Linked DNA regions of Pan troglodytes: all the other regions are linked to region 1. A link is a contact called in public Hi-C data. All regions are on one chromosome and are shown on one strand. The core of a region is the stretch at or near the end of the contact, and the rest is flanking DNA. Distances in the headings are between cores, read along the strand shown.

The links. A called contact is a pair of places that touch in the nucleus more often than the background predicts.
Region 2: a Hi-C map of stem cell-derived neural progenitor cells shows a contact between it and region 1, with 5 times the contacts expected there. The contact joins the enhancer-like site here to the promoter of TMEM161B in region 1. A contact is called at or near these places in 2 of 7 Hi-C or Micro-C datasets (induced pluripotent stem cells and stem cell-derived neural progenitor cells) and 1 of 1 datasets of contacts at active chromatin or transcription factors (stem cell-derived excitatory neurons).
Region 3: a Hi-C map of stem cell-derived neural progenitor cells shows a contact between it and region 1, with 4 times the contacts expected there. The contact joins the enhancer-like site here to the promoter of TMEM161B in region 1. A contact is called at or near these places in 1 of 7 Hi-C or Micro-C datasets (stem cell-derived neural progenitor cells), 1 of 1 datasets of contacts at active chromatin or transcription factors (stem cell-derived excitatory neurons) and 1 of 1 other capture datasets (stem cell-derived neural stem cells).

What each region holds. Positions count from the first base shown.
Region 1 is chr4:27,876,299-27,881,018 of NHGRI_mPanTro3-v2.0_pri, reverse strand. It overlaps TMEM161B (transmembrane protein 161B), which reads right to left and starts at 2,159. Exons shown (of 13, transcript XM_063810278.1): 1 at 1,970-2,159. The coding sequence starts at 1,972. It overlaps LOC104006383 (a long non-coding RNA gene), which reads left to right and starts at 2,139. Exons shown (of 5, transcript XR_010156890.1): 1 at 2,139-2,276; 2 at 3,768-3,826.
Region 2 is chr4:28,369,260-28,373,979 of NHGRI_mPanTro3-v2.0_pri, reverse strand. No RefSeq gene overlaps it. Among named protein-coding and RNA genes, the nearest start is that of CCNH, 370 kb to the left of the region's middle. Within about 2 kb of position 2,894, at least 6 of the 24 cell types and tissues checked have an H3K27ac peak or open chromatin away from gene starts, as enhancers often do. A contact at or near this core is called in stem cell-derived neural progenitor cells, where this site is marked.
Region 3 is chr4:27,485,289-27,490,008 of NHGRI_mPanTro3-v2.0_pri, reverse strand. No RefSeq gene overlaps it. Among named protein-coding and RNA genes, the nearest start is that of MIR9-2, 5.2 kb to the right of the region's middle. Within about 2 kb of position 1,823, at least 17 of the 24 cell types and tissues checked have an H3K27ac peak or open chromatin away from gene starts, as enhancers often do. A contact at or near this core is called in stem cell-derived neural progenitor cells, where this site is marked.

The DNA of each region.
Region 1 (4,720 bases), core at 910-3,409:
ACTCTTCCCTTTGAAAAATTCCAAGCATTAACCACACTTGCATATACAGACATTATCAATTTCATAGCTGGGAAAGATAAAACTCAGCCAAGATAATTAGCTCAGAAATATAAGCACTTCCAGAAGGAAAAGAGCCAACTAGTTAGTTCCAAAATGACATTCAGAAAAACAGCGTAAGATTACATTAGTTCCAAACATTAACTACCTCTTTTGAACCGACAGGATAAGCAGGATTCTACTTCTAGTATTCCAAAACACTGAGAACAAGTTCATGTTCAGCTTTTCTGTGACTATGATGAATTTAAGTATTTTAATTATACTTTACCTTCAACTTTTCAGACCAAAAAGTCAAAAATTAATCTTAAATTTAAAAAAATGAAAATATGAGTTTTAGTCCAGACTGCCAAACTACTGTTACTTCAGATAAATCACTGTCAATTTCTAGACCCCAGATTCTTTCTTCTTTAAAATGGGGATGGAAGAGTGATTACTAGGCTTTGGTTTCTCCCAGTTCTGTTTTCCCTATCCTTGTCTAATTTCACTGATACAAAAGAAAAACAACTTTCTTAATACAAACCATATTATTCACTGAGGTTTAAAAAAAAAACTTTAAAGAGATAGGTTATCTGGTAAAGTGCACCAGGAACTACATTATTTTGAAGGTCTTTGTTCTACATTCAGCTAAGTTTCTAAAAGTCATTCAAAAGCCAATCACCACACACATTAACTGAATGTTGGCAATATTTGGCCCTGAAAATATAAGACGAACTGAAGCTAAATTCCAGGACAAAAGCCTCTGCAAGTGAGGGTTTGAAATCTTGTATACGGTGAAGAAACTGACAATAATGAACTTCACCAGAGCCCCGTGATCTTGAAAAACAGCAAAGGTTAAGAAACCCCTTGCCCCCGTTTGTGTTCTGAGAAATTGGCTTACTGCAAAGAATCATCTTTCCTGTAGAATTCAGATAAGACTAAGGGTTGATCCATACCCCCCTACCCCTTGTTTACCTATAACAAGGCCATAACTAGACCCTTCTAATTCCCATCCTTTGCTTCGTAAATGACTTGCTGAAGTACCTGTCCCACAGATCAATCGGAACAAAATACTTATTAACCAAACTTTAAGATTCTCTTCTCTCGGGTACCTGAATTTTGTCCTTCCCTCAGTCTGAAACAACATATACAAACCTCTCCTAACAGCTCCTCCTCAGAATACATGGGCTCAGGGTAAAACATTATCTGGTTACTGCCGGATCATACCCACATTTTCATCCCAATTCCTGACATCTTATTTACCCCTACCAACAAAAGACAAACCCTTTCTGCCTAACCTTTAAGGTGCATGCAAATCTTACGGTCATTCTCCCTACTGCAACAGTTCCTTCAACCTTCCTCCACACCCCTGCAATATTCCTTTCGAATAAAGTCTGTCCTTACTAAACTCGGGTTTTTTATTTGACACCCTTTTCAATTATGAAATGGCTAAGTGTAAAGAATAAGGGGACTGCCGTTTCTTTAAATGACAGGTGTTGATCTTATACAAGGAGACCCGTTGTGTCCACCTGGAGAGGCTAAAAGCATTTCTAAGATCTGAAGTTCTTGGCCACTGTTCCGCGGCTGGAGAAGGGGGCGCAGAAGAGGTGACTGACCCGGCAAGGTCAACTCTGGGATCACCTGGCGCCACAGGCCATACACAGTAAACGGGCCATGAACAGGCAGGCTACCCAGTCCATACTCCCTGACAGATACGCCCCTGCCTCCGGCCCGCTAGTCTCCCAGACAGGTAGGCGGAATGCTGCTTCCTCAGGGGCTCAGACACCCTGAGATAGGTGGTGGGTCCTACCCAGCAGCTCATCCCAACGTTTCAACTCCATTCTGAGCAGAGCACCTGATGGCTCTTTTCACAGTACTGACCTCCCCGCCCTTTTCGCCCCACCGTTGTCACTCCTGCCCTCACAGAAGAACTCACCATGGCGCCTAGGATAGGTCGTGGACCAGACACCCTGGAGTCGCCGGGGCAGTCCCAAACCTCTTACCTCCCGGCCCTTGAGCCGAGAGACTCTCAAACAGCGAAAGAGAGGGTCTTCCGGCTCTGCCGGAAGTTGTGCGCGCGCGGGACAGGAAGTTCCTCCCTTCTCCAGAGCGCCGTCGACCCCACGCCACGCAGAGGTGAAGATACGCAGGACGTCCTCTAAAGCAACTTCCGTGGGTGCCAGGTTATGGGCTGGGGGCGGTGCTGACCTTGAGAGAGCGGAGGAGGCGCAGGCGCAGCACAGGTACGTGGGCGGGCGGATCGTGGTGGCTGCGCTTGCGAGCACCCTGAGGTAGATTGGGTGGTTTCAGCAGGAACGCATCCACTGTCTGAGAGGTGACGGAGGCACACGTTGGTGTGGGGAGCGGGAGGGGAGAGGGAGGGGGGCGGGTGGGGGGCGGGAGGGGGCCAGGGGTGGGAGTGAGGGTGCGCGATGGGAGTCGACTCCAGACCCAGGTGATTTAGAGAGAGTAAAGACCACCTTTGGCCGTCATTTTGTCTCAGCTTAACTGACGCCCTCTTGTTACCCTCTAGTTTTCCTGACTCGGTCCCTTATTAGCATATCCTCATTTCCACAGACCTGTCCGTCTGTTGCTTCTGTTCCCTGCCTTAGTGGGTACCGTAGCTCTACCCTCCTTCCGGGCAATGGAATCTCATAGTGAGAAGTTTCTTCACTATTCACAGGTGGCAATTGAAGCCGGAAGAACATCTACCAAGAGCAGAGAACCCAGGAAGAAAATTCTGCCTCTTTAATACGTCCCAATTTGGACGTTTTCCATATAGATACCTATCTATATAGATAGATGCTCTGGGATCTGACGGTCCTGGACACCTGTATGGCTGTGTGCTGTGGTCTTTGCCTAGCCTGCGGTTCACTTTTGCTCTGGCCACCACCTCCCCTCATGTACAAACCGCGTCTCTGCTCTGCCAGTCTTGGCCCCCGTCAGGCAGCGGTTCACTCCCTCACCAGGGAAGTCTAGATAGATAGATATAGATAGATATCGATCGATAGATATAGATATAGATAGATACAGATAGGTAGATATATGGATAGATATAGATATTTGGATAGATATGTAGACGTCTATCTATAAATATATCGATATATCGGGGTTCTCAGCCATCCCAAAGAAGCTTGCACAGGGCCAGTTGCTTTATGTCAGGAAAAGGGACACAGACTGAGTGTATGAGGGTTTTTTTTTTCTATAGATGTATAGATATTTATATCAGATGCAAATAAGTGAAACTCTCATACACCTTTTAATTTTGTGTTTTTTCCAAACTATTCCATTCAACTTTTTCTGCCTTTTTATTTGATTATAATGAGACATCGTACTGGAGGCAGGCTTGAAATGGATATACAGAGCACTTTCAACCCAGAAATTTGTCTCACGACTTGGGGTCCTTACTTAAGTTGTAGCTGTTAGTAATTTCATCCATGAATTCACTTTGTGCCATAGTGTGATGTTTTGTTATGAAGTTGGAATTGGGAAGGGAAACTAGGAAGTTTTGGGAGAAGTTAAGAAGGTTGAGTAGGCAGGCGTTGTTATAGATATTAAATTTCACCCTGCTTATCAAAGTACCTGGAGGGTATGGTATCCAAGCTGTAAATGGCCCAAAGGAATCGGGGTTCTCAGCCATCCAAAAGAAGCATGCACAGGGCCAGTTATTTTATGTCAAGAAAGGGGACACAGACTGAGTGTATGAGGGGTTTTTTTTGTTTTGTTTTTTTTAGTTTAAACTTGATTTTGTGAGGGGACGAACAGCGTGACAATTAAAGAAGATCTAGGAATCGTAAGTACTGACAGAATACCTGGAGGGAAGGTGGGACTGGAGAATAGTTTGTGAAACAGATCCTGCTGAGGATGAATCCAGAACTTCCTGAAGGATTCCGCTTCTGCTGTGTAGGGACAAGGTTGTAAATAGACAAGCCACAGGCACCTGCAAATGGTAAGTGTGGTAGAGAGGGGCTGGAATTGCCTGTTGGTGTATCTGTGGGAAGCAGCTGCTATCCTTGAGGAAGAAAAGATGGAGAAGGTAAGTGGCTATCAACCTGTCAGAGACAACACATTCTGTGAAGTTGTACTCTTTCATTTCTGACACTGTGGTTCTTAATATCTGTCCTAAACCTGGCAGTCACTGAGGTTCGCAAAGTATCTCCTTCTATGTGACAGTAAAACTGGAATTACTATCAGAATGGAATCCATTCCTGCCAGAGTAAAACCATGAAAAGAAATCGCAGTTTTGATTATCTGCTTATCATTTTTAATAGATCACAGAGTGCAATGTTCCTTATTTGGTGTATGGCAAGTTGATGAATAACTCTTGATTAATATCCTTTAATGTTCTGTTTCACACAGTTCTCTCAATTACATGTGAAAAATCTGTTATATAAGTAATGCTATTTAATGATTAAAATGGATATATGTTTTAAGGTAGTGCCACCCAGTCTTTTTTATTTGGTAGAATAATATTATTATCTATTGGTTGCCTGCCTTGAAGTACAGTAATTTCTCTGTTTCCATTATTTAAAATAGGTGAGTGTCTTTGACGAAGATACAAAGAAAGGGGACAGTTATGAAAGGGAAGAAAAGATAGATGGAGATGAAAAGAAATTCAGTAGTTTCAGCAAGGGAATTAGGAGCATAATCTTTGAGAAAAGTCTTGGTTGCTTACCATTCGGGCTTT
Region 2 (4,720 bases), core at 1,645-4,144, 490 kb before region 1:
TATCTATCTATCTATCATCTATCTATCATCTATATCTCCAGGGAAACTTAAGATAAAAATAGACACAATGAAAGAAATGCAAAATGTAATGCTTATATAGAATTGTTTTCATCTGCATTTCATTCTAACACCTAAAGAATGAGCCAAATTATCTTATCCTGGGAGAGATCATGCTTAAATTATGAAGACTTTAATATTTTCTTTATCAAAGCTATTTTCAATCATAATTCAAATTTTCCTTTAGTCTTATAGATGGAGCTTCTTTATTTCACTTCATGAAGAAAGGATACAAAAAATTATCTACATAAGCTTAGTAAGATTAAAACATACACATTTTAGTCCATCAAAAATGGTAGATACTTGTTTTTTAATTCTTGTGGATTTCTCACTTTTCAGTACTTTTGACTATCAAATTCATGTTTTCAGATAAGCGAAGTTGAGCAGCCTGTGGCCTAAAAAATCAACTATACATATCATAAAGCACCATTTTTTTAATCATAAAGCTACAAACATCTGCACTGATTACAATTAAAAACAGTGTAAAAGATTATCACTCCAATTATAGCTTCTTGTTCTAATCAAAACGCAGCACTGTCCTCAGACAGCAATGTGTGATGCCTACATGCCTTTTTCTATGAAATGAAACCTCCCTGAGGTTTTTTTCCTTTTCTTTAAAACAATGAATATGTATAATTGTAGTGAATTTATCAGAAAAGTAGCATTTTACTCAGATATATTTTTTAAACTGTTTGGAAGTCTATTTTTCTGTCTATGTGAACCTATTTAGAAAAAATGCAGAAAAGCACTATCATGCTACTCAACAAAGAAGTTTCCAGCTTTCTAAAGTTTTTCTGAATATTGTTTTAAGGAACACTGCTATATGTGGTTCTCAATAATATTGACATTAAAATTGGTAGAAACACTGCTGGATTTCAATTAAAATTGGACCAATATTACTTAGAATTTTATAAATAGCTTCTTTTTACATTTGAAAATAAAATCAAATTACATATATAATAATTATTAGAAAATGTAATAAAAGTACAATTTTAAAATCACCAGATAATGTCTTCAGATAAGAAAATTATAGTTAAAATATCAGTTTTTAAAAATCACCAACCAGTTGATCTACTAGAATATATATAGATATCATCTGTAAACATTTATTGTTTAAGATTTCATATTGTCATTCCAAGAAAAAATTGGAAAAAAAAATGAGCATTTTGTGTAACATGAATTTTTCCCTATGGTTGTTTGAAAGGCGAAAACCCCGACTTGACCTCTCTTTAAGAAAATGTATACTAAAATTAGTACAAAGTAGAAAAATCAAAGAACATTCTTCCTGATTCAGCATTTTTTTAAAAAGCATCCTTACTTTAAAATATTTGCTCATAGTCTAAATTAAATGATGAAATATAAATGTTCAAAAAGAACACAGCAAAGGCAAATAACATCATACTTATCAGAGAAATGTTAAATTCAGATTTTATGAATTTTTGTTTGTTCATAATTGAATCCTTGAAAGTGAATTTTTAATATAAACAAAAAAACAAAATTATTTTCCACTTGTATATTACTTATAATGTTTGAAAGGTTAAATGTGCACACCTCTTCAACAAGTACTAAATTAATTTACTAAATCCCTTCAAGTAAGGATGTTTGATTTAAAATATTTATCGGTCTTTGAACACCACATGTGTAGAGAAAGTCGCAACTTGTATTTCTTATTGATTCCCAAACGCAATAAAATACATGGGGTCTTCAAAATTCCTATTTAGTTTCCCACCAACAGCCCCTTTTATTGGTGATTTAGAAACTTTAATCCTGGTTCATGACTAATACTATGCAGATGTTTGTTATACAAATATAGCAATTAGCTTCTTTGTATCATTAAAAGGTATCTCAATGAAAACACTGTAAATTTAATTTTTCACATTATCCAAAAAGGAAACTATATTTTCAGAGTATAAGAGTTTCCATCTGTAGATATAATAAATGTAATATTAAAATGTGTGACTCAATGGTATCAAAAGGGAGAATGCCTAGGCCTATGAAATAACTCTCAAATAGGAAAAGAATGAAACGTCATTTTGGTTAAGTAGACTTTACACTAGTTGAAGATTGATTCATTAAGCAAAGTTCGAGCACACTTTCTATTCATATAAATAGTGTGTATAATGCCATTTTGCAAAGATGACAGTGGAAACTTGTATTTCTGAGAGTGGCTAAAATAGCTTGTAAACAGTATCTTTGCAATTTGACATTCCAAGTGCTGCTTGCAGGGCAGCACATCTGAGGGTTGGTAGGGGAAGAGTATCTGAGGATAGCACTATTTTGGGTGTTTCCAAGAAGCAGAAAGTTGGTTCTTTGATTTTATTACCTATTATTGTCTCAAATTAGAATGCCAAAGGGGGCATCTTATTAAAATAAAAGCCTGATGAATACAAGCAAAAAAAAAAAAAAAAAAAAGAAAGAAAGCTTCAAGCCGTTGAGAAATTTGAAATCAAAACAGAAATTTTAAAGAAAAGTATGATGTGAAAATAAAGGAAAGTAGAGAAGAAGAAAGGAAAGAGATGTAGCAGATAATTAGACAAAAGTGAAAGGAAGGGCCCTAGTTCTGAAACCACTTCCGCTTAAACCAAAATGGCACCAAAAATTTTAAGCCAGGGTATTTAAACTGCTGGAATATTTCATCCTGAAAAATTATATTTTTCAAGCAAAATAACTACTTTGTGTCCAAATTCTCTGAATAATTATGGCAATTTCTCTCTTCTATTTGCACTTCCATTTGCATTATAGGCACTACTTAAATACAAACAGGAGTGGCTCACTGAGATCACAGAAGAGAGACTTCTCACAAAGCCGCTAGATGGCGTGAGAGCACTGCATTGGACCTGCTCTGCCACACGGCCGCGTGTAACATTGAGGCGTTTATTCTCTTCACGCTGAGAGCTCAGTGTTTAGTCAAGTAAGATGCGTTTTCTTTCAGAGAGATCTTTCTGTGTTGCATGACACTTTTTAGGACACAAAGGGGGTATTCCGCCCTCCCCATACACACACTAAGAAAATGTCGAATTAAATTTGGAATAGTAAAAATCATTTCAGTATTTACTGGGGCTTCCTGAGAACTTTACCTTTCAGCTCTTTAGGGGATAGTCTGCTATTTGTTATGCAGCCTTCCTTAATAGGTAGTTAGAGGGAAAAAGTCCCTTCAGCATTATGCCTGTGCTCAAACAACTGCAGACAAAGTTTGCATATTCTCAGTCATCCCCTCTCTTTTTCCTAATTTTTTTTTTTCATCAAAAATTCTCTTTGTTTTTCTTCATCTGATATTGTGGGGTCCCTCATTAAGGACTGTAATATGAAAAGCTGGATTTAAAACTGCTGTCAAAAAGGAGGTTGTCCTCTTTTAATATTCTTTACCAGCAAAGCAAAAGGAAATGTCTTTGTTCTTGCTTTATAAATGCAATGTTTTTTGCTTTATTTAATGTTTCTGCCAGATCACTAGGCACCTTCTAATCTACCCTCCCAACTTTGAGATATACTTTTATATTTGGTCTTTGCAGATTCCCAATACATGCATGAGGCGTCTCTCTGTGCCTCCACAACAGGACTAATTACCATATTCCTCCAGATATTATCACTATCTCCCTTCACAAAGTGTCCAATGTAAAAGCTGTTTTGATCTTTCGGATAAGTGCCTTAATTTAAAATAATAGCAAAAAGGTAAAATTAGGCCTCTATGCTCAGCAGTGCATGAATGACAAATCTGTTGTCGTTTGGGGTATATTTTTAAAGATTCCTTTTAAAACCTCTTATAGCAAATTTACATATGATCAAAAATGATATTACACATTGGCGAACTGAAGTGCATAATTTACTTCATATGCTACTGATATAGTTATGTTTATACGTATAATGGGTTTTACAGTTTTGGTATAATATCATACCAGTTCAAAAACTGAAAGATTTTTAAAAGCATTTTTTTTTCAGTTTTTATCCACCTCTGAAAAGTTATTTTTTTCCTGTATAGTGTCTCAGAGCAAGATGTATCATTTTTAATGTACACTTTTAGCCCTAATATCCATGAATTTATGAAAACCGGAGATTTTATGAGGGCATTCAACTAAAATATTTGGCAAAATAAGAATTCAATAATGTAGTTATACCTCTTTAAAATGCAAACATTGGAGAACAAATGGGCAACTTGGCAAAACTTGCTTCATAGTGTTACATTTTTGTTTTTACCCTGTGTAGTTCTGGTTTATAAGAACATGTTAATTTGTCATATTAATAGGTGAAATGAGTCATTTGGATTATGTTTGAATTGGTTCTAATCTTTGATATCATGAAAATCTTCACTTTGGATATAAGCTCCCTAAATCCATGACTATTATTATACAATGTGTTGCTATAAAGCAGACAGATAGATAAAGATATCTTGAAATAGGAGCTCCATGTGTGCACAGGTGATTTTTTTTCCTCTTAGACATTCTATGTAATTCATAGTAACAGGTTAGTCAATTGATCATAAGGAATGTAAAACAAGACAAATACTTTAATCATTTTGAAGTCAATTATTCTATATACAGATCTAAAACAATTGCTAGAAATATAATTTTAGCTGGTTGTGAACGGCCACTAAGCTTTTTCGTGACAACTGACTGCTTAACATCAGTGGGACATTAAGTTACTTTGTGCTTGAAAATCCACCAGGGAG
Region 3 (4,720 bases), core at 574-3,073, 390 kb after region 1:
GAATATTGTTAGGTAAGTGTTTTAATAACGCAGCATTTTCGAAGCATTTTCTGAAGATTATTTCTCATTGGCCCTGTCATAAAGTGGTAGCAAACTGCTTTAAAACAGTAATCAGACCGAAAGTAGTTGAGGAAGCCTATGACAGGAAGTTGTTAATAATATCCTTCGAAATTTACCTGTGAAATACAGAGCTTGACTACTTTTGTAAAAGTGGAATTGAAAGTAAACGGCCTCTGTAATGCAAATCGACCAGCAGCAAGAAAGCCACTACCTTTGGAGTCCCACGACTTCACCTGAGCTTGCAATAGACCTTGTGCGCCCTTTGGTTCATGGAATCAAAACTGTTTTGACATGTTGGCCAGTGCCCTTCGGTGTCACTGAAGCTCAGCCCGCGGACGGCGGTGTGTCAGTGTGCACCGGGAGGCCTGGGCCTCAGTCCCTGGGCTCGTGCCTACGCAACAGCAGGACCGCCCGCAGCCTCCCAGGACCAGTGACCGTCACCCGCAGTAAGGATCGGGGCGGCTCCGCCAGTCTCGGCCCTCTTTCCAAGGCCTCTTTCCAAGGCGCTCTTTCCTAGCCTCACCCGAGGGCCGCAGAGCCGGACCTGTGCCGGGCGAGTTGGATTTAGCCCAGTTAGAGTTAAGATGGTATCATTAGCTGCGCACAGCGTGACTTCCCGCTAATCCTCTCTGCAACTTACAACAAGTTTAAATGTCCATGCATGATGTTATTAACTGGCTTTAGTAAGTGCTTAAGACCCAGATCTCTTTTTAAAGTAATCTCTGAACAAGTTCTACTGTATCCACCCAACAAGGAGATTAATATTTCCAGCAAATCTGATGATGGGGTAAGATGTGCCCTGAGCTCCTATGGGCAATGGGGGTAGAAGTGGGAGTTGCCCCAGGGAAGGGCCCAGAGCGGCAAGCGCTCACCAACGCCGGCCACCGAGCAAAACTTCCCCGCCCCCGCTCCACCCCCCCAGCTTCCCCGCAGGGAGACCCTTTCCGTTAGCAGCTTTTCACTAAGTTAATAACGGTGTGTGTGTGGTGGTGGCGGGGAGGGGGGATTTGGGGGTTACACAATATCTATATCAATGATATTGATCACGTCCAGGGAAGAAGCCTGGGCAAAACTAGAGACACCGAGTGTCAGCAAAAGAAAGCTTCTTAACCACAAGTTGCGTGCCGCCTGAGGAAGGTGCCCTGTGGCAGGGGGTGGCCGCTGGGAGATGCCTGCCTCTAACCGACGTCCAGGCGTGACTAAACCTCGACGCCACCCCCATTCACAAGCTCAACTCAGGGATTCCCAAGCAACCGCAGACCGGAGGTGGCGCAGAGGCAATGACCAAGGTCGCTGATTAGGGGCCGAGAGGCTGGCAAATAATAATTAAAAAAAAAAAAAACCGGAATAGCCTTCGCGGACGCAGCTCAGCGTGCCAGGCAAAGGACAGTCTGACGACCCGCCCCTGCCGAGCCCCGCAGCTCCGCGCCGGTGTCCAGCAGCCTCCAAGGCGCCGAGCGCGGGCACGGGAACTTGAGCTAGCGCAAACTTGGGCGGCCTCCCAGCCTGCTACCCGGGCCGCAGCGCGCCCCCGGCCTCCCAGTCGCGCGCCAACCCGGGAGCGCGCGCGCCGGCGCACCAGCTCCATCAGCTAGAGGAGCCTGTCTCCCGGGAAACACCAATCAGACGCCCGCTTTCAGGCGAGGGCCGCGAGCCGCAGCAGCTGCAGGAGGACTCGGGCAGTTGGCGGTCAGCGGGAGGCGTCGTCCTGCCCCGCGGCGGGCCAGCCGCCTTCGCTGCTGCCACTGCCTAGCCTAACCGCTTCTGCAGCCAGTCACAGAGTCGGCTGTCTCCTCTTTGCACCGCCCACGCCAAGTACCTTGCAAGGCGGCGGCTAAGCCTGGCTATTTTTAGATCTCCAGAATGCGCTATGCCCGCGCTCAACGAAAACCAAGTCAAACCATCAAGCACAGTGATGTGCTGCTTTTTGAACAAATATGGCTCAAAACTCCCTATTTCCCTGAATAAAGTCGATTATCTGCACTTTTTAAAAGCCCTACCCCCTGTGGTCTGGCAGTTGGCTGAAAAGCGGAAAGCCACACGCTCCCACCTCAAACATGGTCATCACCTTTCTAAGGAAGTGCACTAACTCTCGCAGCCCTGATTGAGGGCAGATAAATATTCCTTAATATCAATCACAACTATATACTTTCCATTTCCATTCACCATCTTAGAATTAATTCCACAAATAAGTCGAACAGTTCCCAGAAGGGGTGAAATGGGTTCTCTGAGCAAATAGGAATAGAGGGTTCTGCTGATTTCTGTACTAGGTTGTTTAAGTTGTGTTAAGAAACCGATGAGCAAAGAAACAGGGTTAACAAAGCCATCCATTAAAATCCAGAGACACTGAAGAACTGCCTTACATGTCCCAATTGCTGTAGGACCTGTTTAACTATCTCGAAGTAGTCATGTTAAAACAATCGACCCAGCATTATAGATATCTTTTTTACTCAATAACTGATTCTAATAAGTTCTTAGTCTTAAAGAACACCTTGTCCTGTGTTGCCCATCTCACCACTGCCACCCCCAGCTCCCACTAAATGCAACATATTATGGTGTGTTTTACTTAACTGTAGCACATTAGGGAGGAAAGGGTATCAATTTTCTGAAACCACAGTGACATTTCCAGATGTATAGATTCATGGGAAAAAAATAGATACATAGACAGTTACATACTGTCATTCATTTTCTAGCCACATTGGAAAATAAAGCCTTTGGCTTCATCTCTCCATTTTTAAAAAGTCAAAATTCCTAAAATGCTAAAATATCTTAAAATATTTATATGTATTCATCTATATGGCTTCCTTATAATTTAAATGGTTTCTTAATTTTCATCAGGCTACACAAAAATCAAATTAGAATTTTATATTTTTCCAAATAAGAAAATTATTTTAATTTTAAAAATAAACACAAAGAACTCTTGTGGTGGAAAATTTACTGTTCAAGGTGACCTAAAGAACAGTCACTTTGGAAAATATTCCATTTTGAATGTAAATAATGCATATCTCATTATTATGCATAATGGCAACTTCATTAAGGGATTGATACTAGTGAAAATACCCATTCACATTCAGCAAGGACACTGAAGAAGTCTTCCTGAATCTTTTTTTTAACCTTTATCCAATTTTCATTTTTGTTGTTGTTTTGTATTTTTTGTATGACTGTGTTTATCCTATATCCTTTATTATTTGATTAGTGAGTGACTGTTCAATGTTAATTTTCTGGTATAACAAAGTAGGGTAAAGAAAATAAATGGGTTCTATCTTTATATTTACTTTTACAGGTATCATTTTATCACCCTATTTCTAAGTATTTCATGAAAAGATTCTAGATGTCAAAACCTGCAGTTAACGTTCCTGTTTAGAAATACGCAAAATAATACCTTTGACGTTGGCAACTCAGATGTATTATTCAGCAAAACAGCAATTACTCATTGTTTTGCACTTACATGTTAAGAACTATGAGACACTTGGTGACACAATAACAAAATTGCAAAGTCAATTACATTTAAAATAGACATCCTAGTAAAACATACACAACCAACTCCATTTACTTTTTTTGAACTGTTTTGTTTCCTTTTTCTGACTGTTTACAGTCAAATAGATTTCGTGAATGTTAAACCGAAGGATAACTGATTTACACACATCATGAGGGGGAAAAAGTTAGAAAGTAGGGGGAGGGGCATAACATAAAAAGGAAGTGTATTCCTGGGGACACCAGAATCCACCTAGGGAGGTGCCAGAATATTCTTAAATATTTTTGGAAATGATCTTCTTTTGCAATGTCAATCACAGTGACAAACTTTGAAAGAGCAGTGTGCCATAATTTAAAGCAAAATTTAAGCTAGATTCACACTAACAATTCTATGCAGGACTAAAGTAGTAAAACCCACGTAGAGTCCATTTATATTTAAGAATAGAGAACTTCAGGTGGGACTAGGTGTTTGTTTTATGGTATTTTAATTGCAGAAGCAGAATTTTTGTAATTTGAACTCGCCAGTACTGAATTCCACCTCTCATCCCAGCCTGAAGCCTGAATTGAAGTTCCCATCAGAAAATTAAAATGTTTGTCTGGATAAAATAACTTCTAAATGAACTCTCTATTTCTTTTCGTTTCTTTTTGTATTTTCTGCAATGTAGCCCCTCGCAATGATATTAGTTCTAGTGTGGGAAAATATTATAATTGAGATTTGGTAAGTTATTTGCAGACTTTCCTTTACAGTTTTTCTTTACACTGTGCTGACATTTAGTACAGCCCTGGTGAGGAAAACAATACTACCATTCATAGCTCTAGACGTAGATTTCAATCGACTTAAGCGGGCACAATGAAACTTGGTCATTCACTGGTTACCCATATTGTGTTCTCAAATTTTCTCTCAGCAAAAGTATAATGACTCAGTATTGTATGGTTGCATAGACAAGGGCTCGGAACAAGAGACACTAGTTTTGTCTGACGGTGTGAGAAAGTCGTGAAGGGATCTTTTCTTCCAGATGGTGTTAAATTCAGCTGCCTTTTTAACATTGGCCTTGCACAGCAATCTGCTGCTCCCCTTTCACAAAGACTGCACTTGGTTCCCACTAGTTAACATGCATACTCACGCAACCTGCAACTTCACTCCAACTGTTTTACAATGCAGTGGTATGCTAAATAAACTTGATCC